Regions from separate parts of the Mus musculus genome. Here all the other regions are linked to region 1. A link is a contact called in public promoter capture Hi-C data. All regions are on one chromosome and are shown on one strand. Each heading gives the region's core, a stretch centred on a gene start, on an enhancer-like site or on the middle of the called end of the contact. The rest is flanking DNA. Distances are from core to core; before and after follow the strand shown. Region 1 holds the start of Nek3 (NIMA (never in mitosis gene a)-related expressed kinase 3). Region 2 overlaps Slc20a2 (solute carrier family 20, member 2). Region 3 holds the start of Slc20a2 (solute carrier family 20, member 2). Region 4 holds the start of Defb11 (defensin beta 11).

Evidence for each region. Promoter capture Hi-C pulls out the DNA fragments that hold promoters and counts their contacts.
Region 2: a contact with region 1 is called in a promoter capture Hi-C map of neural stem cells. The contact joins the enhancer-like site here to the promoter of Nek3 in region 1. A contact is called at or near these places in 3 of 39 promoter capture datasets (neural stem cells, neutrophils and pre-B cells), 1 of 484 Hi-C or Micro-C datasets (neural progenitor cells), 1 of 115 datasets of contacts at active chromatin or transcription factors (astrocytes) and 1 of 9 other capture datasets (adipose tissue).
Region 3: a promoter capture Hi-C map of pre-B cells shows a contact between it and region 1. The contact joins the promoter of Slc20a2 here to the promoter of Nek3 in region 1. A contact is called at or near these places in 4 of 39 promoter capture datasets (the C10 cell line, cranial neural crest, liver and 1 more), 2 of 115 datasets of contacts at active chromatin or transcription factors (bone marrow-derived macrophages and double positive thymocytes) and 2 of 9 other capture datasets (adipose tissue and liver).
Region 4: a contact with region 1 is called in a promoter capture Hi-C map of stem cell-derived epiblast-like cells, with 2.5 times the contacts expected there. The contact joins the promoter of Defb11 here to the promoter of Nek3 in region 1. A contact is called at or near these places in 2 of 39 promoter capture datasets (cranial neural crest and stem cell-derived epiblast-like cells).

Annotation. Positions count from the first base shown.
Region 1 is chr8:22,165,166-22,167,706 of GRCm38.p6, reverse strand. It overlaps Nek3 (NIMA (never in mitosis gene a)-related expressed kinase 3), which reads left to right and starts at 1,272. Exons shown (of 16, transcript NM_011848.4): 1 at 1,272-1,329.
Region 2 is chr8:22,564,224-22,566,764 of GRCm38.p6, reverse strand. Slc20a2 (solute carrier family 20, member 2) reads right to left here. Exons shown (of 11, transcript NM_011394.3): 10 at 1,067-1,151. Among named protein-coding and RNA genes, the nearest start is that of Vdac3, 28 kb to the left of the region's middle. Within about 2 kb of position 1,269, at least 79 of the 459 cell types and tissues checked have an H3K27ac peak or open chromatin away from gene starts, as enhancers often do. A contact at or near this core is called in adipose tissue, astrocytes, neural progenitor cells and 1 more, where this site is marked.
Region 3 is chr8:22,475,438-22,477,978 of GRCm38.p6, reverse strand. It overlaps Slc20a2 (solute carrier family 20, member 2), which reads right to left and starts at 1,279. Exons shown (of 11, transcript NM_011394.3): 1 at 1,054-1,279. Smim19 (small integral membrane protein 19) reads left to right here and starts at 1,100. Exons shown (of 4, transcript NM_001146117.1): 1 at 1,100-1,473.
Region 4 is chr8:21,905,151-21,907,691 of GRCm38.p6, reverse strand. Defb11 (defensin beta 11) reads left to right here and starts at 1,260. Exons shown (of 2, transcript NM_139221.2): 1 at 1,260-1,373; 2 at 2,094-2,318. The coding sequence starts at 1,313. The coding sequence ends at 2,266.

The DNA.
Region 1 (2,541 bases), core at 23-2,522:
CCATTGAGATTTATTTATTTTTATGTGCATGTATATCTATGCACCACATGAGTGCAGTACCCTCAGAAGCCAGAAGAAGGTGTGAGGCCCCTTGGAGAAACTGACAGTTGTAAGCTGCCACAGGGAGCTGGGAATTGAACCTGGGTCTGTCCTTCCCTCCAGGGATTTCCAAAACCAAGTCATTTTTGGTTGTCAAGCTAGTGGTTCACACACGTAATCCCAGCAGAGGTGGCAGACCTGTGCTTTCCAGGCTGGTCTAGCCTTCGTAATGAAAACTATCTCCAAAAATAAAACAGATGGGGAGACAGCATAGTGAGTACCGGCATCAGTTGGTGGACAGAGAGAGCCCCGAGACACAACAGCCCCAGCAAAGAATCAAGAGTCCCAAATGTGGACAGTGCTGCAGCTGAGGAACCCTGATAGATTCCTCTCCTCTCCTCTCTCAATGCTACTTAATGACTTACACTGCCTGATAAACCACCTATTCCAGCAATTGACTTGTAGGTTTCCAGTGTCCCTTTCTACCCTGCCTCCCGCCCCCTCAGGGTCTAGTTCCCTGCTTCCCTGCTGTACATTTGACTGTAGCCTGGTTGGCCATTGGACCCTCTGCCTAACATCTTGGGGGTGTCTGGGTCTGCTGTCCTGTGATTTGAATTTCTTCTACAAACATTAGTTCCATCTGGGATCAGTAGGGAAGGGGAGAAGGGGAGGGTGGGGTGAACAGTCTCGTCAGTTGAGGCCAGATTTTGGTCTCATTCCTGCCTTTTGTTCCTTTATTCTGCACCCCTAAATGTTAACACTTGAGACAGTCCTGACTTGCCTACCAGGAACTTGCTCTGTAAACTAGGTTGGCGTCCAATTCTGGATCTCCTGCCTCAGCTTTCCGAATGCAGGGATTACAGACATCCTACCACGTCCTGGTACAACTAGAATCTTAATAACTTTCTGCTATTTCCGGGAAGAAATACACATTTCAGAATGAGATGCATTATTTTGGGGTGGTGCATTATTTTGTTTTTCACTTTTTCCAAAGTCATACAGTAAATGCTAGCAGTGTCCCTGTGGAATTTATGTTTGTTGTCTGTCTGCCTAATCTGGAGCAATAACTCAAATTACTGGGGGCACCGGTTCAAAACGTTAGCAATATCCTACCGCAAGGTGGCAAAACAGCTTTAAAACAGCTCTTTGGGGCTCAGCTACTCAGAGAACAGCGCCTAGGGCCAGACCTCAACAGTTTCCTCTGCCCACAGCTAGGGGCACGCCCCGCCCACGCCCCGCCCACTTCCCAGGCCTCGCAAGGAGCGGAGAAGCGACGCACGCCGCTGGGAGGTGGGTGAAGGGAGCTGTACGGGTCGGCCGCGGTGGAGAGAGGAGCGGGTGGAGCCTCTTGCCCCCCCCCCCCCCGCCCCCTAAGCCGCCGGTCGGCGCTCGCCCGCTGCGGGGCGACGGCCAAATGTGGGCGCATCACTCAGCCCGTAGGCTGTGCGCCCCAGTCGCTGAGTTCGGTGCGCGCATGCGCGTCGGAGACTGCTCGTGCGGCTGAAGCGGAGCAGCTTCGGGAGGGTGGGTGTTTTGGTAGGGAAAGGTTGGTGGGTCTCCAGGGTGTGTGTCCTGGGATCTCTGTCTAAACTGACCCCGCTTCTGGGCACTTGCAAATCACTTTAGGCTCTTTTAAACAATTGGTTTATCTTTATTAAAGGCGTATTTGTTTATAAACACTGGAAGGAACCCATCAGCTTTCGCCACACCTAGTGTAATAAGGCTTGTGTTTATGGGTGTAATACTGGCTATCGAACACATGGAGATTAAAAATACTAACTTGATTTTTCAGTCAAGGAAAGCCTGGTTGCTCATCAGTCATTTTGATAGCATAGGTAAAAGTCCTCAGGCACCAGGAACAGGAAAAAAGCAATTGAAACCAGAGACCACTTAAGACCCCTGTGAAGACCAGTGTGAAGGGCTTGGTTGTTTTCTTCTAGGTTTTTATTGGTTGGGGGGGGGGGGGAGCGGTGGGGGGACAGCCCCCATTTGTAGCCCTGGCTGGCCTGAAACCCATGGTGTGAATTAGTTGACTTTGGACTTAGCAGTGGTTACAGGCTGTGATTCACCAACTTCTGCCTCCTGAGTGTCATAGGTCTGTTACTTGTGTCTGGGTGTGTTCAAATGCCTCACTCCTGGAAACACGGCGTTGGATTTGGTTATATGGAGGATTTGTTGCTATAGTCTCCTGGTAACTCTGTGATAGACTGGAAAGCAAACTGGAAGGCACAGTCTATTTGTTTGGCTAGTTTTTGAGACAGTGGCTGGCCTGAGACCCATGGCGATCATCTTGCCTCTGCCTCTTAAGTGCTAATCTTACAGGTGTTGACTACCCAACCCCAGCTACGGACTAGAAGCTTTGCAGGTCCTAGCAGGGTTTGATCTTCGATGTTTGTACTACATCTTGTGCTCTACATTTTACAGCTTGTGGGTGGTTTAAATAAATAAATAAATAAAAACAATTTAGCTTTGTGAACGGAAAAAAATCAAGTAATTCATGCC
Region 2 (2,541 bases), core at 20-2,519, 400 kb before region 1:
ACAGTGAATGAGTAAATGGGAAATTGAGAAGCTAGCTGCCTTTTCCTTGGCACAGAGTAAGCGTGGAGAACAGGGAGATGGCTATCCTCATAGGCCACCCTGTTTTTTGTTAAGTATTTCAGTGAACCCGTGCTTCTTTGGTAATTTGTATTCATTTTTTTGTGGCACTATTGGCTGAACTCAGGATCTCAGTTGTGCTAGGGACACACGCTATCATTATGAGCCGCCCAAGAACCTTTCATTATTTTAAAACCTCCCGACATTGGAGCAGTCCCCGTGGGTGAGCAGTGGGGGTGCCAGTCTCTGCTGGCCTTCCTCCTGTGTACGAGGGAGGGGAACAGCAGAGCACCATGCCAGCCCTGGGTGGGAATGCTTCTTAACCTCTCTCTGCCTCCATTCCCTCATCTGTGAGGCTGGGCAAGTGCTATCTCAACCGTCCTTGCAGTTTGTGAGTGGGTCAACGTCCCGTTGCACTTCCAGCGGTGCCCAGTGGGGGTCGCCTCATACATCAGAGTCAGGTTGGTTGGTATGGTGATGTCTACTGATTGATTACAATTAGGAGGACCCTGTGAACAACTGGACATAATACACCATACCAGCATCAGGAGCTACCTCCTGACCCTCATTTGGAATAGACTCTAAGGCACAAGAGTCAGCCTAAGCGTCATGTGAGGGGAGAACCAGAAGCAGCCACATCTTATAATTGCTCTGAAATAATTTTTGTTTCCTTCTGTTTCTGTCCTGCTCTGAGGTCAGTTCTGCGCAGTGGCAGGAACCGGAGGGCACATCCCATGGGAACCTGCAGTCAGGCTCAGTGCACACACGACTTCAAGGGGAACTTGCAGGTGGGCACAGTGAGGGCACAGGCGAGTGGAAGCTCTCACTGGTGCTGAGGAGGCACAGCCTCAGCACCAGGTGCCTTGCTGGGGACCGGGAAGGATTAGAGGCGGGTGCTAGGGAAACAAACAGGCCTGGCTGTCCCACACCAACCACACGGTGTAGCTGCTTCTTTTCAGACCGACCTGCCACCCCTCAGAATGGCAGTCTCTGGCTGGCAGGGGCCTACCTTGCAGTGCGTGGTGCTGACAGGAAGCCCGATGTTGGAGGCAATCACCACGGTGAAGGCAGAGGCCAGCTCAATAGTGAAGCCACTGTGTGGGGGGGACAGGAAGACAACGTCACAGGAGCTCTTTGTGTGGCCTTGCCGACACCCCGTGGCTGCAGAAGTCTTGCCAGAACATTCTGTAAGCTGGTTGTGGACGGCTGCCTGAGCCAGATGACCATTAGGAGAACAAGACTCTGTTGCTCGCAGCAGGGCAGCGGGCTGTGCAGCTGACGCCCATGACCTTGTTTTCCTAGCATGTTTTCCAACCTGAAGTGTGCAACTGGGTCAGAAATTCCTGCTGTGCAGTAAGATGATAAATTACTCATTTCTACTGGGGCAAAGGAAAGACTAGGTGCTTGTTTTAAACAACGTGTGAACGTATTACAAAAAAGCAATCTTCAGATGACCAATTTAGCAATCTTCAGATAACAAATTTTTTTCAATCTAGTCTTCTAAAATAACCTTTTGTTAGGATGGATCTTAAGGATGGGGAACTGAAAATTGGAAACCAAAGGGAACAGAAATCCCTAAAATAAGTTTAAAAAAGAAACACGGAGAAAAAAAGATTTCCTACAACAGATAGTTCTGAAGTTTAGTTGTATTCTGTCAGCTGAGATCTGCTAGCTAACCTTGAGCCACACAGCCACAGGCTGCTCCACAGGATGACTAACATGACATCTCAGATGTGCATGCCCTGTCCTAAGGACCCTGGAGGATGGCAGGTCTCAGGGCTTGACTATCTGGGGTTAGGCAGGGGCCACGTTTTGGAGTTTGTGCCCCCAAAGGCCCGTATGTCAAAGTGTGGTCCATGGGATGTTGTGAGACTCTTTGGGAAGTGATATAATCTTTAGGTGGGGGTGTCTGGGTCACTGGGGCATATCCTTGAGGGGTGTAGGACTCTGGCCTTTCCTTTGTTTGCTTTTGCTTGCTGGCTATGAGGTGGATTTTGTTTTGTTTGTCTTGTTTTTCCTATGACCCAGGTTGCAGAAGGAGGACAAACTGAAACGGACCTGTGAAAGCACGAACCACAAGGACCTGTCCTATTCAGAACTGCATACCTTGGGTGTTTTGTATTGGCACAGAAAGCCAACAAGAGTAGGAGAGTGGATGTGGCTAGGGAGTTTGGAACAGGCCGGCCCCAGGCTCTAGTTTGCGCCTGTGTCACACTGCATTAGAATGACTGCGGATAGACTGGGAACTACAGCAGCCCCCTAGTTTGCCTTCCCGCTTGCTCCGTCAGGGTAGATGGCCTGGCCAAGGGGAGATAGGATGGGGAAGAAGCTTGCTGGTGGGGAATGAGGCCGGGAGGAATCCCTCTGCGCTTTCTCACATGACCATCGGCTTCGTGAGAGGAGCAGGAGGAAGATCTGATAGGCTGACTTCTGCAGTAAGGCCCACCTCTCTCCTAAGCACGGCCTCCTGAGGCCTCACCTGGG
Region 3 (2,541 bases), core at 30-2,529, 310 kb before region 1:
TTTCTAAAGCCACACTAATTTGCTAAGTTATTCTGTGATCAGCACCCTTATTTTCAGAAGAGAAACAACTATTTAAAGCCAACGTTCTACATAGTGGTGCGAGCTAATCAAACTTAAGTATTGAGAAACTGAACAATCTACGCCTATGTAAGAAGTTCCCCTTGAGAATGAACTGATATAAAACATCTATGAACATCTGGCACTGTCCCGGCAAACAGGCAGCAAACACCACGTGTACTACTCTTTCTAATTCTCTAACTTTAAACTCAAACTAAATGGTTTAAAAATTATATAAATGATTGTGTGTATAATATACGTAAACGCACATACACTGATACTACAAAAACATGTTACTGATCCTAAGGGAAGGTGAGTTTGTAATAGGCAAGACAACTTGTGAAAAGTTACAGTCTAATTATTTGCTCTTATCTCTGCACGCCAACTCAAGAGAACCGCTACACTGCGAGCAAGAATGGTAACAAGAAGTCAGATGATCCCGGAGAACTTGCCCTGCTGGAATTGCTAAGCCCTTAAGCACGTGGACAATGGGCCGCTTTATTTGCATGGCCGCACTAACCTGGGGGGACCGACTGATCGGTTTAATGGCGAAACTGCACTCACTCATTAACGATCACCACCTGCCTCACCCTGGAAAACGTAACCTTATTCAAGTCCCCCCACGCAAATGGTGTTTTTCTTTTTTGTTCTTTTTCTTTTAAAAACACCCTAGCCATTCAAGCAAAGATGCGAGAGAGCAGTCGCCTCGGCCTCACAGCCGGGAAGATGAGGAGACCGAGAACCCAGCCAGCCAGCTTCGTCCCGGGAGCACGCGCAGACACCCCGAGACCGCCCCACCGCGGAGGAGCCTCGGCGCCCTCCGGCCTGAGCCCGCCGCTTCCCGCCCGCGCCGACCCGGGCCGCGGCGCGCGGAGAGACGCACCGCCGCGCTGCACCGCGCTGCGCTCGGCTCCCGCCACACGCGGCACGCGGTGCCGCCGCGGCGTCGGGCTCCGATCCCGCACAGAGGGAAGGAAGAAAAACCAATAACAAAACCTGGCTTCTCGTTCCCTCCGGAAACCGCGGGCCGGCAGGAAGTGACGAAGGCGAGGTCGTCCGGTCCGCTGGGTCTCGGCCCGCGCTCCCCGCCCGACTCCCGGAACAGCCCGAGCGGAGCGGAGCGGCTCGGCGCGGCGGCCTCCGCACCTCAGCAGCCGCCGAGCGCCCGCCCGCCCGCTCTCCCGCTCGCTCGCCCGCCCGCGCGCGGCTGCGTCACCGCCCCGCCCCCGTCCCGGCCCCGCCCCGTCCCGTCCAGTCCGGGCCCAGCCGCGGGCTGCGAGCTGCTGCGGGTCAGATCCCGACCTGGGTGTCTCTGCGGGCGGAGTGAGCGGGGCGGCTGCAGCGTGCCTAGGGTCCCCGGAGCCCGCAGAGACGCCGGCGGGAGCGTGCGGCGTCCCGTCGCGGGAGGACTGTCCTGTATGTCACCTGGAACAGATTGCACAGGCTCGGGGGAGGGGGGCGGCGGCTGGAGGAGGCCAGGTTTGGGCGTCAGATCTGTGTGCCACCTCTGCGCCTCCCGTTCCCCGGGTCCCTGTGGCCTTGGGATCTCAGAGCCACCACTGTCACCTGTTATTGAGTTGCAGTGCGTCAAAGCAGGATGGGTGCAAAAAGAAAAAAAAAATTACTCGAACGTGTACTGCGCAGTCCACAGGCCTCAGCTATGCTCCGTCCTCTAGGATGGGGTGAAAGCCTGTGACCTTGTTCCCGTCTGTTTTAGGACCTCAAACGTCGCAGTGCTTCAGAGAGTCAGGAGAATGAATCTTCCCCTCATGGTGTTTGGGTTCCGTTGTTAGAAATTATGTGTAGTCTGAATTTCCGTGAGAGAGTAACAAAAGTCCCACGTGAGAGGCAGAAAATAGCATTCCAAGCGAGGTGGCAGGTTCTAGAACGGAGTGGACAAACTTTAAAACTTAGGATAATGTCTCATGATTACCTGAAAAGGATTTTGTCACCCAAAAGGAGGTCAGCCTTAAACTAAATCCCGATGGATGCGTTTTTTGATGTCATGATCTCTTAATATGCGTGTTTAACCTGCAGCTTAAATCAGCTCCATCTAGCTAGCATCTTTCTAATGCAATAATAGTTTAAACATTACATCACCGGACAGCTGAGGGAAGATGTCAGTTTTCCCATAAGAGCCCAGAATGTCACTCTCAGCATCAATCTACTAGAGCATTAACTTGCCTGAAATGAACCAACCCCTGGACATTTTACTTTAGACTGAAGGGGAAAGGCGCATATCCTCACACTTGGTTAGGTTACACAAAGTGCGTGGGAGGCGTGGTTAAAGTACCTCCATGTCTGCACTGTGGACTCTGAACTCTCCATTCCTGACTCTTCCAAAGCGTGGCCTTGATGGTGTCAGGACTAGCAGGAGAGGCCTAGCTTCAGTGCAGACCCTTTAAACTGTGGGTCTAAGGAAACTCATCCACCCAGGACCTGTGGAGCAGCGGTGTTATTGCATACTATGGATGGTTTTATAGA
Region 4 (2,541 bases), core at 11-2,510, 260 kb after region 1:
ATACTTGGGACCAGCCAGAGACCTGGGGTAGGGAAGGCTAACTGTAGTTTATGGGGATGACCCTAGTTAAGACTCCTAGCTTCTGAGGATGTGGAAACTGATGTGGCCACCTCCTTTAGCCAAGTAGGAATTCCAGCAGAGATAGGGGCCATCATCCACAACACCTTCAATTCAAAATTTCTCCTACCTACACCATCTACAGAGATAAAGAGTGAGCAGAGATTGAGCAAATGACCAACCAATGAGTGGCCCAACCTGAGACCTATCCAATGTGAGAGAGCTAACTCCTGACACTATTCATGATACTCAGCTATGCTTGTCCACAGGAGCCTAGCATAACTGTTTCATAAGTGGCTTTGCTCATCAACTGATAGAAACAGATACACAGACACACATCCAAACACTAGATCAAGTTCAGAAGAAATCTTGTAGAAGAGTGGAGGTGAGAATTGATGGAGGTGAGGGGGTCTAGGATACACAAGAAACCCTCCAGGGTCAACTAACTTGGGCTCATGGGAGCTAACAGAGATTGAACCATCCACCAAAGAGCATGCAGGTACTGGATCTAGGTCCCTACACATTTGTATTTGCTGTGAAGCTTGGTTTTCATGTGGGTGGCCTAACAATTGATGTGGGGACTGTCTCTGACAGGGTTGCCTCCCTTTAGATCCTTTGCCACTAGCTGGCTTCCTTGTCTGTTCCCTGAGAAAGAGGATGTGCTTAGTCCTGCTGTGACTGATTATCCCAAGGCAGGGTGGTGTCCAAGGGGGATTTCATTTTCTCTGAGGACAAGGGTAGCAAGTTTAGGTGGGAGGGATTTGGTAGGGTGTTGCTGGGAGGAGAGGAGAGAGGGGGCTGTGATCAGGATGTAAAGTTAATTAATTAATTAATTAAAAAAAAGGGAAAGGCTGCTACTGAGAAAGAACTCTCATCCCTCTATCACCTTACCTTCTCTTAAGAGAGGGGTTCCAGCTGAGCTACCATGTAGGAACATAGGCTTTCAGGCTTCTTCCTCCTTTTCCTGATTTGATTCATATGCTATGTTGTCAGAGAACATTCAGACTCTCTAAGCAGAAAGTTACAGCAATACATGCTTGAGGCAATAAAATAGAGCTTCCAGAATGAAAGCAAAATCTCTGCAGAGCTTAGCATGAACACATATTAACAGCACTGGAAATGCCTCAGGACACACAGCAGGAGGGAGAGTTAATGAGCTTCACTCACAGTGGCAGGCAACCCTCTGGATTCCTGAGATTTTCAGTCCTGCTGTAGTCACTGACTCTCTGGAGTCTGAGTGCCCTTTCTACCAGCCATGAGGACTCTCTGCTCTCTGCTGCTGATATGCTGCCTCCTTTTCTCATATACCACTCCAGGTAAGCCTGAGGGCCTTCAGCACCTGCTCAGGACTGGGGACACGGACACAGAAAACTGGAGCAGGGAGAAGCTGTGATCCTGGCAGGGATTTGGACCTATTCAGGAGCAGACCCAAGTCCTATGCCTGACATGGAGGAAAGTCTTGTAGCAAAGGGATTCTTCTTCATCTTCAGTGAAGCTCCTCACACACACACACACACACACACACACACACACACACACACACACACACACACACACAGAGGCCAGCTTCTGGTCCACAGACAGGCATTTCCATATTCACCCAAGTCACTGAAAGGTCTTCCCCATGTGCCCTGACTCAGGGCATGTGCCACTACTCCTGCAACAGGGACTGGGACCCATCTGTCTAAAGAGGAGATATGGAGCACATCAGAATAAGTTCCTGGTGCAGTTATGCCTGTAGCATTAAGAAATATTGTATATGGCATCTTAGACACAATAGTAAGCTGAAGTAGTCAGTGTATTTGGGAAGAAGCTTGAGTCTAAACATAAAAGCTACACTCATAATTATGCTTCTCATTCTTCCAAAATGTGTGATTTCATTACCCGTCTTCAAGGTTCAATTCCAAGACAATTGCTTGGAGGAGAAAATTGCCCCATGAACTTAGACATGTTATCTAGCTTGTATCCAGAAAAGTTTCTCAAATATTTGGCATTATAGCTATGACTCTAAAGGATATTTGCTCTCTCCTTTGCAGCTGTTGGAGATCTAAAACATCTTATACTCAAAGCACAACTTGCACGGTGCTACAAGTTCGGAGGGTTCTGTTACAATTCCATGTGTCCTCCTCATACCAAGTTTATAGGTAACTGTCACCCAGACCACCTCCACTGTTGCATAAACATGAAAGAATTGGAAGGAAGCACATAGAAGCCAAATGACAGATGTGTAACTGATGTTTTAATAAAGGAAACATTTCTTTAAGCTTATCTACTTCACATCCTATTGAAAAGTGTGTTTTGGTTTAGAAAAGATTAAGATTATCCAAGGCTAATGTCCAAGCTTAGAACATGAGAGGGGGCATTCCCAAAATCCTGCCTAGTCCTGAGTAATGATTTGAGTAATGTCACTCTTATGTGAATTGATGGCCAAACCACATGTGAGCAGTGCAGAAGAACCCCTTAAGACTGGATAGGGAACACAAC